Regions from separate parts of the Oryctolagus cuniculus genome. Here region 2 is linked to region 1. Evidence: chromatin contacts called from public Micro-C data. All regions are on one chromosome and are shown on one strand. Each heading gives the region's core, a stretch centred on a gene start, on an enhancer-like site or on the middle of the called end of the contact. The rest is flanking DNA. Distances are from core to core; before and after follow the strand shown. Region 1 holds the start of USO1 (USO1 vesicle transport factor). Region 2 holds the start of THAP6 (THAP domain containing 6).

Evidence for each region. Hi-C and Micro-C count contacts between places; a contact is called where the count stands out from the background.
Region 2: a contact with region 1 is called in a Micro-C map of ear pinna, with 6 times the contacts expected there. The contact joins the promoter of THAP6 here to the promoter of USO1 in region 1. A contact is called at or near these places in 2 of 6 Hi-C or Micro-C datasets (ear pinna and psoas muscle).

What each region holds. Positions count from the first base shown.
Region 1 is chr8:90,183,253-90,189,951 of mOryCun1.1, reverse strand. USO1 (USO1 vesicle transport factor) reads left to right here and starts at 2,215. Exons shown (of 25, transcript XM_051819677.2): 1 at 2,215-2,570. The coding sequence starts at 2,505. G3BP2 (G3BP stress granule assembly factor 2) reads right to left here and starts at 2,193. Exons shown (of 12, transcript XM_070048011.1): 1 at 1,981-2,193; 2 at 1,759-1,877.
Region 2 is chr8:90,386,890-90,393,670 of mOryCun1.1, reverse strand. THAP6 (THAP domain containing 6) reads left to right here and starts at 5,043. Exons shown (of 5, transcript XM_002717110.5): 1 at 5,043-5,178; 2 at 5,983-6,085. The coding sequence starts at 6,006. It overlaps RCHY1 (ring finger and CHY zinc finger domain containing 1), which reads right to left and starts at 5,352. Exons shown (of 10, transcript XM_070048022.1): 1 at 4,854-5,352. The coding sequence starts at 4,943.

The sequences.
Region 1 (6,699 bases), core at 966-3,465:
TTGCACCTGCTGTGAGACAGCAGAACCCAGGCGAGACTTGGGGCCAGGGAGCCTGGACAACTCCAGCCTCACCACCTCTGCACCCACTGTCCACTGCTCTTGCCCACAGTCCCTCCCGCCCAGGGGATGCTGCTACGGAAGAAAATAGGTCAAATGAAGGGGAAATTCAGTCAGCTGTTACCACTACATTCACCAACGTTTACAAGTAAACGGCACATTTCAACAAGACCAAAGTGAAGATGCTGTGTTTTATTACTGAGCCGCAGGAACGGTAGCCCTACTCCAGGCCACAGCCTTCTCCCTGACCATGGGGCCGTGAGGTTCAGGGAGCGGTGAGGCTGCGGTGAGACCTGGCCAGTGAAGTTCTTTTAAGTTCTCTGTGCACAGTACTTGGTGACAAAAATGCGGAGCACCGATTGGTTACTTATTTTAGGCTGCAACAAAATGCCCCCATGGAAAATGTCTGAAGCAAAATGTCAAGTGTCTAGTTTTAAAGCAGAGGACAATGCTTAGAACACAGTATTTTTGGCAAGACGATCCCACCCGTTCCCCAAGTCTCCCAGGCTTAAAATCTTGGCACTAGCAAACAAACTTTCACCACAGCCTTTGTGATAACAAGCTCTGTACAAATCTACTTTAGAGATGAAATCGGACCTCCTACTCAGCGCAGTCGTCATGTTCATTCAATTCAATGATTTATTCACTTATCCATCAACACCGCCTTCTATGAGACAACAGTACACCACAGAGACACAAAAATACGAGTCGTGCCCCTAACGGTTCATTAGGCTGTAAGCACTTGCCAGGTGCCCACCATAAATGAGTAACTACAAAGTGCTAGCCTACAGACACACACCCAGATTTCAGGGAGCTTTCCAGGAGATGATGTCCGAGGGGAGCCTTAAGGAACTAGCAGGAGTTGGCCAGGTGAAGAGGGAGGGAGAGGCAGGGCAAACTGCCCCGTGGAGCCTGATCCCAAGAGGCCCGTGCGGTTTGCATTTTATTATAGAGAACCGGGAGCCGCTGGAGGCGTCGGGGAAGAGGAGTGACAGCAACAGCTGTTTGGTGGTTGTCGGGCTCATGCAAGGGTGGACCGGAGCTCGGACTGCAGGGAGGCCAGGCCCGAATGCGGAAAAACTCGTCGGGAGGCTACTGCTTGATCTTAGTGAGAAACTATGTCAGAGGCAGGCGGGATGGAGAGCAGAGGACCTAGTTGAGAAACAGCCTATAAATAGAAACGATCGGGCTTGACTATCGATGGAGCACGGGGCTTTGCACGGGGGCTATTTGCAAAGCCAAAGTCCCACTCTTGCCGGCTTCCTCCCTCTGCCTTGGGCAATTATTTGGATAGTGGGACCAGAGAGCACCGCGGGGCACAGAGCAGAAGCAGTATATTGATTTTCTTTTTCTCGACGGGAGGCTCACAGAGAGGATGAGTTCAATTTTAAACGCTGCACCTGGGACCCACGGGGAATGCAGGGGCTGCGGGCAGCTTGAGCCAGTTAGCTAGGGAGACCCTGCGCTTTCCAGTCTCAGGAAATTCACAGGAGTACTGCAGAAGCATAAGTACCTGGCATACCGACTTGAGAAACAAATGACATTTTGCATTTTTGTAAGAGCCCTGCAAAGGCAAGCTCCGCGCTGCCAAACTGACGCCGCAGAACAATGGACTTGTAATTTCTCTTTTCTTACTCGAGCACGCCAGACGTGGGGTTCGGCGGGCTCGCCTCCTCACAGCACTTGGGAACAGCGGCGTACCTGGTGTCAGATCTAGGAATTCCTCTCCGCGGGTTTGAGGAACAAGCGCTGGGAAAGGCGCCCTCCAGTGGCGCTGGGAGGATGGGGGTCCAGCACCCTTCCCACCACCAAACAAAGCCCTGTGAAGAAATGCGATTGACAGGGATCAGAGGGCCACCACCACGCTGGCGCTGCTAACCCGAAAACCCAAAAGGGAACTCGCAGGGCCCGGGACCCCCTTACCTGTCACGTTGGCCGGAGGAGAATGTCACTTTCGACTCAACAAAACAAGCCCCCGGCTTGATAGCTCGCAGCCGAGTTCCGCTCGGCGGCAATTAAACACCCGGCGAGCCAAAACGCTTAGTCTAATCCGACCCTCTCCAGCCGGCAGGGCCGGGCTTCGACCACGTGGGTGGCTGCGGCCAGCAGGAGCAATCCGCGGAGGGCGGGGCCTGCGGCGGGGGCGGGGCCTCGCGGTGGGCGGGGCCTGGGCGGACCCCTCCCTAGGTGGCTCCTCTCGTCTCCTCTCCCCTTTTGCCTTCGCCCTTCGAGTCGCCACGTAATGCCACGTATCCGCGCATGCGCATCTCGGCCGGTGGTGGCGGCTGTTTCCGGGCTTAGGGGGCAGGAGCGGCCGCGGAGTAGGAGGCGGTGGTGGCGGCGGCCGGGGAGTGCCGAGTGCGGGCTCGGGGCCCCTGCGGAGGGCAGGAGAAGTTGTCTTCTTTTCTTTCCCGAAGAGGCTGTAAAGCCGGTGGCTGGGCGGCAAGATGAATTTCCTCCGCGGGGTGATGGGGGGTCAGAGTGCCGGACCCCAGCACACAGAAGCCGAGACGGTGAGTGGAGCCGTGGGGTCCGGGACTTGGGAAGGGTCCGGGCCAGGACGGGGAACGGAGAGGGCCAGAGGGCCTGGAGGTCGCCTCCCGCGCGTGGGGGACCCACGTGCCGCCTGCCTCTCCTGAGACCCCCCCCCCCCCCGAGCTACTTCCTCACGGCTCCCGCGCAGCCCCCCGCGCGGCGGCTCGGCCGGGCTGACAGCGGCCGCGCCCGCTCGCCCCGCAGGCCCCGCGGCTGGGTGGTCCCGCCCGGGCAGGCACGGATCCGGGCCAGAGGCGGCCCGACCCGCAGCTCCGCGGGCGCTTCCCTCCGCCCCCTTCGTCCGAGCCTCCGCCGGCCGAGAGGAGCCTGAAGCCTGCTCGCTGCCTTCTGTCTGGAAGCGGGGCGCTGGGGAAGACTGCATGGTTTAAAGCCCAGCTGTTGGCGACAGCGTGTGGCTAAGAATAAAACCATGTTCTTTGGGGCACAAAGCCACCTGCTCCCGTCCCGTCAGCTGGGAGGACCGGCCTTAGTTCAGACCCCGGCTTTCCGGGCTCACCCAGGTATGTGTCATGTGTCCAGTGCTGTGTCCACTTTGGAAACACACCTCTCGCTTTCCGTGTGAACAGGATTTGCAAGGACATTTTAAACGTGCGCTGCAGAAAACTGTTTGATAGTTGCCTCCGTGTTAGGTTATGGGATAATCTTAGTTGAAGTGTGGTTCTACTGGAAATGCGTGTGTGTGGCCTCTTTTTAAAAATAAAAATAAACTTTGTGTTTGAGAATAAGCTGAGATCTACAGAAAAGTGGGTGGGGTATGACATTTTAAAGTTTGGATAGACAGCTGTGTTACCCGGATTCTGGAGGGGAGTAAGGGTGGCTTCCATTCGTCCAGCTCTTACCTGGTGCTAGGTCTTTTGCTGAGCTGTTTATCTTCCACATTCTTCTTTAATCCTTAATTACCCTGCAAGATATGTGATGGTAGCCATCCATTACAAATGAAGAAATGAGGCTGAAAGAGGTGAAGTCATGTGATGGAGGTCTTAGACCCGGTGTTCCGTCAAGGTGTGCCTGAACTTCAAAGCTTAGACTTTATTGCTGATGCCCCCTACTTCACTACTTACCTGGGCATTTTGGGGAAATCGGGGTAATATTGTTAAAATTAACTGCTCATCTGGGTTAGAAGTGTTTAAAGCAGAAGTTGGAAGTCCGTGAATCTGTTTCCTTCATTTGAAAATCAGATCTGTCTCTGTCACACAAACACACAGAAAGAGTCTATTTGACCTCCCTTGTCCAGTCCCACACGGCAGCAAGGCAAGGCAGTGAGCCCTGTTGTAACACGGAGTTGTTCTCCCTGGATTACTGTAGCCACAGCCTACCCCCTCAGCCCTGCTTGCATCTCTCCTGTTGGCACTTGTGTTTGAGACCTGTTTGGAAGAGTGATTTATTAGAGCATGCTTTGGAGTTAGATCTGGATTTGAATCTTGACCTTCCCCCACTTGTTTGGATTGGGCAGGTGAGAGATGGTGAATACACTCTAAAATGAAGAAAAAGGCCTGCTCATCAGGGTGGGATGTGAAGAAGTAGAGTGAAATAAATGGAAACAGCCTGGCACGGTGTGGAATTCAGAGTTCAGGATTTTAAAGCTGGGAGTGCCCTTTCATATCATCCAGGTCGAGGCTTCTCCTTGTACGGGCGCAGAGTACTAAACAGCTTGCACAATATTGCAGAGTTGGGACCCGAATACCTTGAGCATGTCGTGGTGAACGGGACAACATGGTGTTTACATCATGATATCAAAGTGATGCTGGAGCATCATGTGTGGGTGCTGTAGATGGGCACTGGAAGCGGAATGAAGGCCTTATTCTAGCCTAACATGGACGATGCACTCTCAAAATTGAACAAGTGATGTCTTCTGAGTAGACTGTTTACTCACGCATTACAGCTTGAGGAAAACTTGTTTCACTATCTCATTCCATCAGGAAGTACAATAAGGGCTGCTGGGTCACTAATTTAGATGTATTTATAGAGCCTCAGTGGAGTGAGTAGTGTGATATTACATGTTGTCATTGATGATCTGATCTGACCTGGATATTTGAGTTTCTAGAGCCTGGAACCTCTATCTTCTGTATCATCATTTAGTATTTTCTTATATATTTTTTCCATTTTTGCAAAAGTAAACAATGTTTTCTTCATCGTAATTTTCTTTGAATGACCCATGTCCTACAAATCCATCAGCAGCGCCTTCTTTTTTTTTTTAATTTTATTTATTTATTTGAAAGTCAGAGTTACACAGAGAGGAGTGGCAGAGAGAGAGAGAGAGGGAGAGATCTTCCATCCAATGGTTCACTCCCCAATTGGCCACAACGGCCGGAGCTGCGATAATCCAAAGCCAGGAGCCTGGAGCTTCTTCCAGGTCTCCCATGTGGGTGCAGGGGCTCAAAGACTTGGGCCATCTTCCACTGCTTTCCCAGGCCATAGCAGAGAGCTGGATTGGAAGTGAGCAGCCAGGTCTCAACCAGTGCACATATGGGATGCTGGTGCTTCAGGCCAGGGCATTAACCCAGTGCTCTGCAGCACAGGCCCCAACAGTGCCTTCTTTTATCAGCATCCCTAACTTCTTTCCCCTACCAGACTACAGACAATGTCTGGCTACTTTTGCATTTTAACTAGATAGCACACTTCTTTTCTTTCTACCATAATACATATCTCATCCCTTCTAGACTCTTAAAGTATCTTTAGGGCAGAATTCATATAAATTTTTATCATTGTTATTCCATAGTCACAGAGGCTCAATATAAAATGAATTCATTATGGTCTTATTTAAAAAGAAATCACAGAGTTATAATTGTAGCAGCTTAAAAATATTAGATCCTGGCCAGCGCCGCAGCTCACTAGGCTAATCCTCCGCCTTGCGGCGCCAGCACACTGGGTTCTAGTCCCGGTCGGGGCGCCGGTCTGAGCGCCGGATTCTGTCCCGGTTGCCGCTCTTCCAGGCCAGCTCTCTGCTGTGGCCCGGGAGTGCAGTGGAGGATGGCTCAAGTTCTTGGGCCCTGCACCCCATGGGAGACCAGGAGAAGCACCTGGCTCCTGCCATCGGATCAGCGCGCTGGCCGTGGCAGCCATTGGAGCGTGAACCAACGGCAAAGGAAGACCTTTCTCTCTCTCTCTCTCTCTCACTCTCTCTCACTGTCCACTCTGCCTGTCAAAAATATATATATATATTAGATATTAAGTCAATGCTTTCTAAAAGACTTGACAAATCAGAGTTCTCAAATGATTGAATTCTGTTATATCAAACTTTTTTTTTAAGGGTTTATTTATTATTTATTAGGCAGAGGCAGAGAGAAAGAGAGGTCTTCCATCTGCTGGCTCACTCCCCAAATGATCTGAAGCCAGGTGCCAGGAACTTCCTCTGGGTTTCCCATTCTGATGCAGAGGCCCAAGGCCTTGGGCCCTCTTCTACTGCTTTCCCGGGCCAGAGCAAAGAGCTGAAGTGGAGTAGCTGGGACTCGAACTGGCGCCCATATGGGATGCTGCGGCTTTACCCGCTATGCCACAACGCCAGCCCTGTGTCAAATTTTTACTTAGGGATTTTTCACGTTTAGTAACTGCTTTGACTGCTTTCCTGATTTTTGAAAAAAATATTTCTTCTGTTTATTGGAGAAACAGAGACATCAGATTGGGGGAGGGGGGCTGGTCACTCCCTAAATGCTTGCAATGGCAGGGCTGGCAGCTGGGAAGCACAATCCAGGTTCTCACCTGGGTGGCAGGAACCCAATTAGTTGAGCCATCACTGCTGTCCCCCAAAGTCTGCACTGGCAGTGTGCTGGAGTGCAGCTGGAGCCAGGAATCAAACCCAGGTACTCCAAAGTTTGATTCCATGTCTTACCCACTAGGCTAAATGCCTTCTACTTTTTCTTAGGGAACTTAAATATTTATCTTCTAAATGTATGAGAGTTTTATAAGGGTATTTCCAAGAGCTCATAGAAAAAGAGTTAATATAAGCTTATTTGATACCAAAAATTTTAGAAATTCTTACAGTACACATTTTATGAACTTTTTTTTTAAAGATTATTTATTTGACAGGTAGAGTTACAGACAGTGAGAGGGACAGACAGAGAGAAAGGTCTTCCCTCCATTGGTTCA
Region 2 (6,781 bases), core at 3,794-6,293, 200 kb before region 1:
GCTCCTCTTCCAATCCAGCTCTCTGCTATGGCCTGGGATGGCAGTAGAAGATAACCCAAGTCCTTGGGCCCCTGCACCTGCGCAGAAGACCCGGAAGAAGCTCCTGGCTCCTGGCTTGTTTGGCGCAGCTCTGGCCATTGAGGCCATCTGGGGAGTGAACCAGCGGATGGAAGACCTCTCTCTCTCTGCCTCTCCTCTCTCTGTAATTCTGACTTTCACATAAATAAATCTTTTAAAAAAAAAAAAAAGAGCCTGGGGCGATCACTGATGTCATACATGAAAGTGTTAATTGTTAAATTAACAACAGGTGTCACTGTGCACTAACTTTCCATGCAGAACCTCTGTCCTCAAACAGCTGGACTATGAGAGTTAATGGTAAAACTTGTTCTCAAAGATTTACTCCGTTTTAGCGTATTAAGTATTCTTATGTCTTATAAGCTACAGTTATGTCTAAGTGCTAACAAAAGATGTATCACTCTTGGGTTCTTCAAAGTTAATTTTCTCAAAAAATGCTTAGGGGGGCCGGCGCTGTGGTAATCACTTGGTTAATCATCCACCTGCAGCATGGGATCCCATATGGGTGCCGGGTTCTAGTCCCGGTTGCTCCTCTTCCAGTCCAGCTCTCTGCTGTGGCCAGGGAAGGCAGTGGAGGATGACCCAGATGCATGGGCCCCTGCACCCACATGGGAGACCAGGAGGCGGCACCTGACTCCTGGCTTCAGATTGGCGCAGCGCGCCAGCCATGGCGGCCATTTGGAGGGTGAACCAATGGAAGGAAGAACTTTCTCTCTGTCTCTCTCTCTCACTGTCTAACTCTGCCTGTCAAATAAAAAAACTTAAAAATATAAAATATATATATAAATTAAACCTCAGAAATGTTTACCTTTATTGAATTAAAAAGTATTTTTTTCTTATTGTAAAAATAATCCTTCTGGTGTTCTATTGCACAGTAAGGTCACAATAGTTAACAAAACATATTGTATATTTCTAAATAGCTACAAGACTTTTGAATGTTCACACTACAAAGAAATCTTGAATATAAAAAGTGATGGATGCTAATTATCCTAATTTGATCATTAAAATGTATGCCTGTATTGAAATATTACATTGTACCCCATAAATATGTACAATTATTGTGTACCAATAAAAACAAATATTCTAATTTTTAAAAAAAGCCTGTTAATGGTATCTCATAATATGTAAACTTCTATGTATCTGTTAAAAATAAAGTTAAAATTTTTAAAGACTTTCATACAAGTATGGATTTTCTTTAATATTACATCAAAATTCAACAATTCTTACTACTTAGAACATGGAATCTAAAATGCAATCAATGACCCTTTTTTTGTCTGTTACATTAAAACTGACTAATCTATCTCACATTTCAAATACATCTTTTAACCTGCATTTGTCATTTGGAAAATGCCAGTACCCTGAATTATGTAGGCCCTCCAAATGTTCATACATTCACATACAATATGAAAAAAATCATTCACTTGAAGTCTTTAGGACTAGGAAGACAATCTCAATAGAAAAGGCTTCTGGTCTTGAGAAATTTTCAAGTTCAGAGAAGCTAATAAAATTTTCCAAAATTTTAATTTTTACAAGAAAGCTTCAACTCAATCACCTGCAATAAACAGTCTTGCTTCCCTCCTTTCCAAGAAAATGTCTGCCAAATATATCCAAGTCTGAATGACTTTCTTCAAGTAAAAAATGCTACTCCTTGAAAAGAACCATCAGTTCCCTTCACAATCCAACTGCACAAGAGGTCTGCCTCAAAACAACCATCTCATTTCAATCTGCTGAAGTACTTGAGGAAAAAGTCCCATTTGGTTCCACAGGGCATTAAAGAGAGTTGATAAAATACTGTCACTGCTTCACTAACAACATTGTAAGAGAAACTGCCCTTTTTTAAAATTCACGTATTTATTTGAAAGGCAGAGTGACAGAGATCAAGAGATCTTCTGTCCACTAGTTCACTGGCCCTTTTTGTTAAAACAACAGGTGTAGCACAGTTCAGTGCCACTGATTTGAGTTATACAAAGGTGTTAGCAGTTTTAGGCACTGATTTTCACCATCACACTGAAAAGGACAGATAATATATCAGCATTGATAGAAAGCAGTTTTGACCTCACAGACACCCTGAAGGGGCCTCAGCGACCCACGGGGACCACTGACCACTTGAACTGCTGCTCCAGTTTCAAGCAGGAAACTTCTCTGCCACCTCTCTTTTCAACTCGATCCCAGTCCTCCCTTGCATACAGCCCAGTTCCCTCCTGGCTTCCTCTGCATAGTTACTGTACCAAAGTCCTCCGGAACCTAAACCGAGTTAAACCCAACTCTCTTCAGCCTTTCTCAGGAACAGCTGAATATGGCTAGAGAAAAAGCATCAGCATACTGCCTGGTCAACCTATCGCAAAAAAGCCTCATCCTCTGCCTTCACTTCTTTCACAAAGAATGTACAGTCCCGGCTTCTAAGGCCAATTGTTTGTGCACAGGATCTCAGCCTCTCTAGCTACTCAAGGCCCGTGCCCCTAGTTTACCCTCTCCCTCCTCCACTACAAAATGTTCTCACTTCTTCTAAGAAAAAACAAACATGTTGTAACACCTCCATCCTTAAAGGGGGGAGGGATCCCATAATCTCACATCTCCCAGCAACCAAGGTCTCACTGTTTTTTTTCTTGCTCTCCTTTATAGCAAAAGGACTGTCTGTAATTCCAGTTTCACTTCTCATGGCATCTCTTGAGTCCACACCAATGAGGCTTACCCCCGTCACTCCACCGCCACGCCTCTTCAATATCACCAGGGACCTCCTTGCCAAATTCAAACTTCAGTTCTCAGCTTTTATCTTACTTAAGCAATGCATTTGATCTAGTTCATAACTCTTGTCTTGAAACACTTTATTTGGCCTCCCATGTTTAGAAGCGAGGAGGGGCCGGCGCCAAGGCTCACTAGGCTAATCCTCCGCCTTGCGGCGCCGGCACACCGGGTTCTAGTCCCGGCCGGGGCGCCGGATTCTGTCCCGGTTGCCCCTCTTCCAGGCCAGCTCTCTGCTGTGGCCAGGCAGGGCAGTGGAGGATGGCCCAAGTGCTTGGGCCCTGCACCCCATGGGAGACCAGGAGAAGCACCTGGCTCCTGCCTTCGGATCGGCGCGGTGCGCCGGCCGCAGCGTGCCAGCCGTGGCGGCCATTGGAGGGTGAACCAACGGCAAAGGAAGACCTTTCTCTCTGTCTCTTTCTCTCACTATCCACTCTGCCTGTCAAAAAAAAAAAAAAAAAGAAGGGAGGAGGAAGGCAAAAAAGTGACACTCGGGGCCAACTATCTGAATGCCATGAAACAGATCTAGTTCTGTGGTTTCTTCAGAGGGGACAGAAGAGTCTAAGATATCAAATTCGTTTTAGATCTCAAGTTTGAAAGAGTAATAGAACATCTCCCGGGCAGGCGCTGTGGCACAGTGGGTTAAAGCCCTGTCCTGAAGCGCCTGCATCCCATATGGGCGCCGGTTCTAGTCTGGCCTGCTCCACTTCCAATCCAGCTCTCTGCTGTGGCCTGGGATAGCAGAAGATGGCCCAAGTCCTTGGGCCCCTGCACCCACGTGGGAGACACAGAAAAAGCTCCTGGCTTTGGATCGGCACAGCTCCAGCCATTGTGGCCATCTGAAGAGTGAACCAGCGGATGGAAGACCTCTCTCTCTCTGTCTCTACCTCTATCAGTAACTCTGTCTTTCAAATAAATAAAGTAAATCTTTTTTTAAAAAGAGTAAAAGAATATCTCAACAGAAATGGAAAGTAAGGATAGCATTCCATTTCCTTACACAACATTTGAACGGCCCCATCCAACACAACGGAACGTTTCCCTAACCATGGCCTACAGAAAAGAGTTTATGTGGTTCGTCCCAGCCTGAGACTACCACCTGTATCTAATGACTCCAGTCAATGACCATCGGCACGGCTGGCTGGTGAAGTGGAACCACCAAAGAATTCAGGACGGCGACTGGGTGATGACAACAGCGGTGGTGCTAGGTCTACATTTACACTCATCCCAGGCAAAGCACCCTGCTAAAACACCATATATGCTCTTTAGTTTATAACCCTCATACTTGTTTATGAAGCGGAACTTCTATCATTCCTGTGGAGCATAAGAGGTATTTAAAACACCAGCTTGCTCCAAATCACAGCGATTAATGGGAACGTCTTCAGATTTGGAGACAGGGCCGTGCAACTCCAACCCTCAACCTTTCTAAGCAAAAGCTACCACTTCTTGCAAGAAAAATCGGGACACTTCAATTGGATGGGTGCCAATTCAAAAACCTCCGGATTATTCAAACAGCAAAAGTCGCCATATATACACACGACGCACTTTTCCATACGTAATGTTCCATTTCACAGCGCTCACACTTCCGACTTCACACACATATTTTCTCCTTCACAGCTCTGGATATTTGCATGGCCTCTCAAATGAAGCTAGCAGGCTCTGAACTATTACCACAGGAGCTGAACTCGTTTTCCAGTCTCCCGTTTCCCACCCTCCTCTCATTATTTCATCACACGCCGGAAGTGGGCCCAGGGGCTACCTCAGTCTACTTCCAGCAGCAAGAGACGAATAAACCCATTGGGAAACGGATTTGCACAAGCCGACCCTCATCCCAAGCAAAAGAGTTTCTGCTTGCAAAAGACCACACAGGGAAGAAATACGGGGCCTATGGTCGCCTGGCCAAAACATTTCAGGTAGCGAGGTAGCCCGACAAACAACCTAGCTTCAAACTCCAAACCCAAGCCTCACCGCCCTGCCCACCCCGCCCCCAGCCCTGCCCGGCGGAAGCTCGTCGGAGATGAGCCCATTGAAGCCGTCACCTTCAAGAGACATCCTCTGTCATAGTGCTCGCAGCCCCGCTGCCCTCGCTGCCGGCTGCGGGCGCCATCTTCCCGCGCCGTCGCCGCCATCTCCACCACCTCCCCTCACACACCACAGACCCTTCCCCCAGGATGCAAACCACGCCCAGAGAAGCAGCGCCGCTCGGGCGCACCCCCTCCCGGCCGCTGCTGCCACCGGGGCCAAGATGGCGGAGGGGCACGTGACCCGGGGCAGGCCGATTTCCGGTTCCCGGGGCGACGGGGCGGAAGCGAGGGGAGACGCAATATCTGTCGTCGATGGTAGTCGCTGTCTTCGCTGCGAACGGTAATTACTCTTATGTCGCTGCTGCTTTGCTCCGCATCGCTGCCGGCCCGAATTCTGGAGCACGTCTCGGAGCGAGGAGGACTGCAGCGGCGCGCAGACGCCAGCTGGCCCTCGAGGAAGGGGACCGGCACCTGTGACAGGGCGGCCCCTCCCTCCCTCGGGCGGCCGGGAGCCTCGAGAAGGGGGCGGAGCGCCGCCAGGCCTGGAGCTCGGGAGCCGGGCCGTGCGCGCGCCGGCGCCGCGACCTGCTGCTTGCTCCCGTCCCCTTCGGCTCTGCTCGCTCTTGCTTCAGTCATTCATTCAGTGTATTCACGTTGACTGTGGGCCCCGTCCGCGGCTGAGCCGTGAGGACGAAAAAGTGAAAGCATAGACGGCCCCACCGCCCCCTCACGCAGCGCCCGGCCGGGCGGGGAGGAAAACTTTGGTCAGAGTCGCGGGGGTAAATGTAGAATGACGGCCAAGTGCGAGGGAGAAGCGGGGGCCTGGGAGGCCCGAGGTGCCAGGCACTGACCGGAGCCGGGTGCCCGGGTAGGCGGCCAGGCGAGCCGCGGTTAGCGCGCCAGGAGGTCTTGGGGGGCGCGGGGCTGGCCGTGTGCAAGGCTCCAGAAGTGCAGGTAGACCCCTCACCTTATGAAAGCGCCAAGCCCCCGGAACATTTGATGCGCAGAGCTGCAGGGCTTGGAAGGGAACATTGGCCTTCGGCTTTGTCGCGTTGTTACATGTGTCCTAAAACGTCCTGGGAGAGGTGAGGAGGCTCCCAGGCTGCTCTGAAGTCACTAACTTCGCGTATTCCTGTTCTTTCAGTTCCTTGATGAGCTGCTAAAATCATGGTGAAATGTTGCTCTGCCATTGGATGCGCTTCCCGCTGCTTGCCAAATTCCAAATTGAAGGGACTGACGTTTCACGTGTAAGATTCGGCCATGGTTAAGCAGAGTGCTGTTGACGGATAGAAAGCCAAGATCGTTCTGTTGAAGTATTCAGTTTTGAACTTGAGTGCCCAAGTGCTTTTAAAATCACCTTTTCAGTTAAACTTGAAGTGACAGTGACAACCTTACACTTTTGCAATGTAGTTTAAGATACCTGCCAAGGTTTTCAAGAGACTAGTTAACAAAATATATATATATCCAAATCAATTTGCTAATATTACTTTGCATTTTAACATACCTTCAAGGAAATTCAGTGTGGCTTATATGTAGTTGACAATCTGAAGGAAGCTGCTTTGCTCAAATATATACTGTCTTTTCTGTTTAGAAATAGACCAAGGATAGGTTGTAGGAAAATAAATTACATGTTCGACCGAGGGTTGTTTAGCTGCATTACAGGTAAGTCCAGATGATCCTAATTTAGTGTTTTAGCTATACTCCTCACAACCGCAGGAGAGAATGAGCAATAAGATTTTAAAATGATTCATTTCCTGAAGATTTATTTTGCCACTTACGTGTCAGGCACTGTGCTATCTGCTAGAGATTTGCTACCCACATGTACCCTACTGTATTCCAAAAAAGATCTGAACCAGCTTGGAAAATTTAGAAATTTATTGGCGTCCAGATCTCTCAAAAAAGGTCTGATCCCCAGAACTCCAAACTCTGCAACTTCTCAGTCA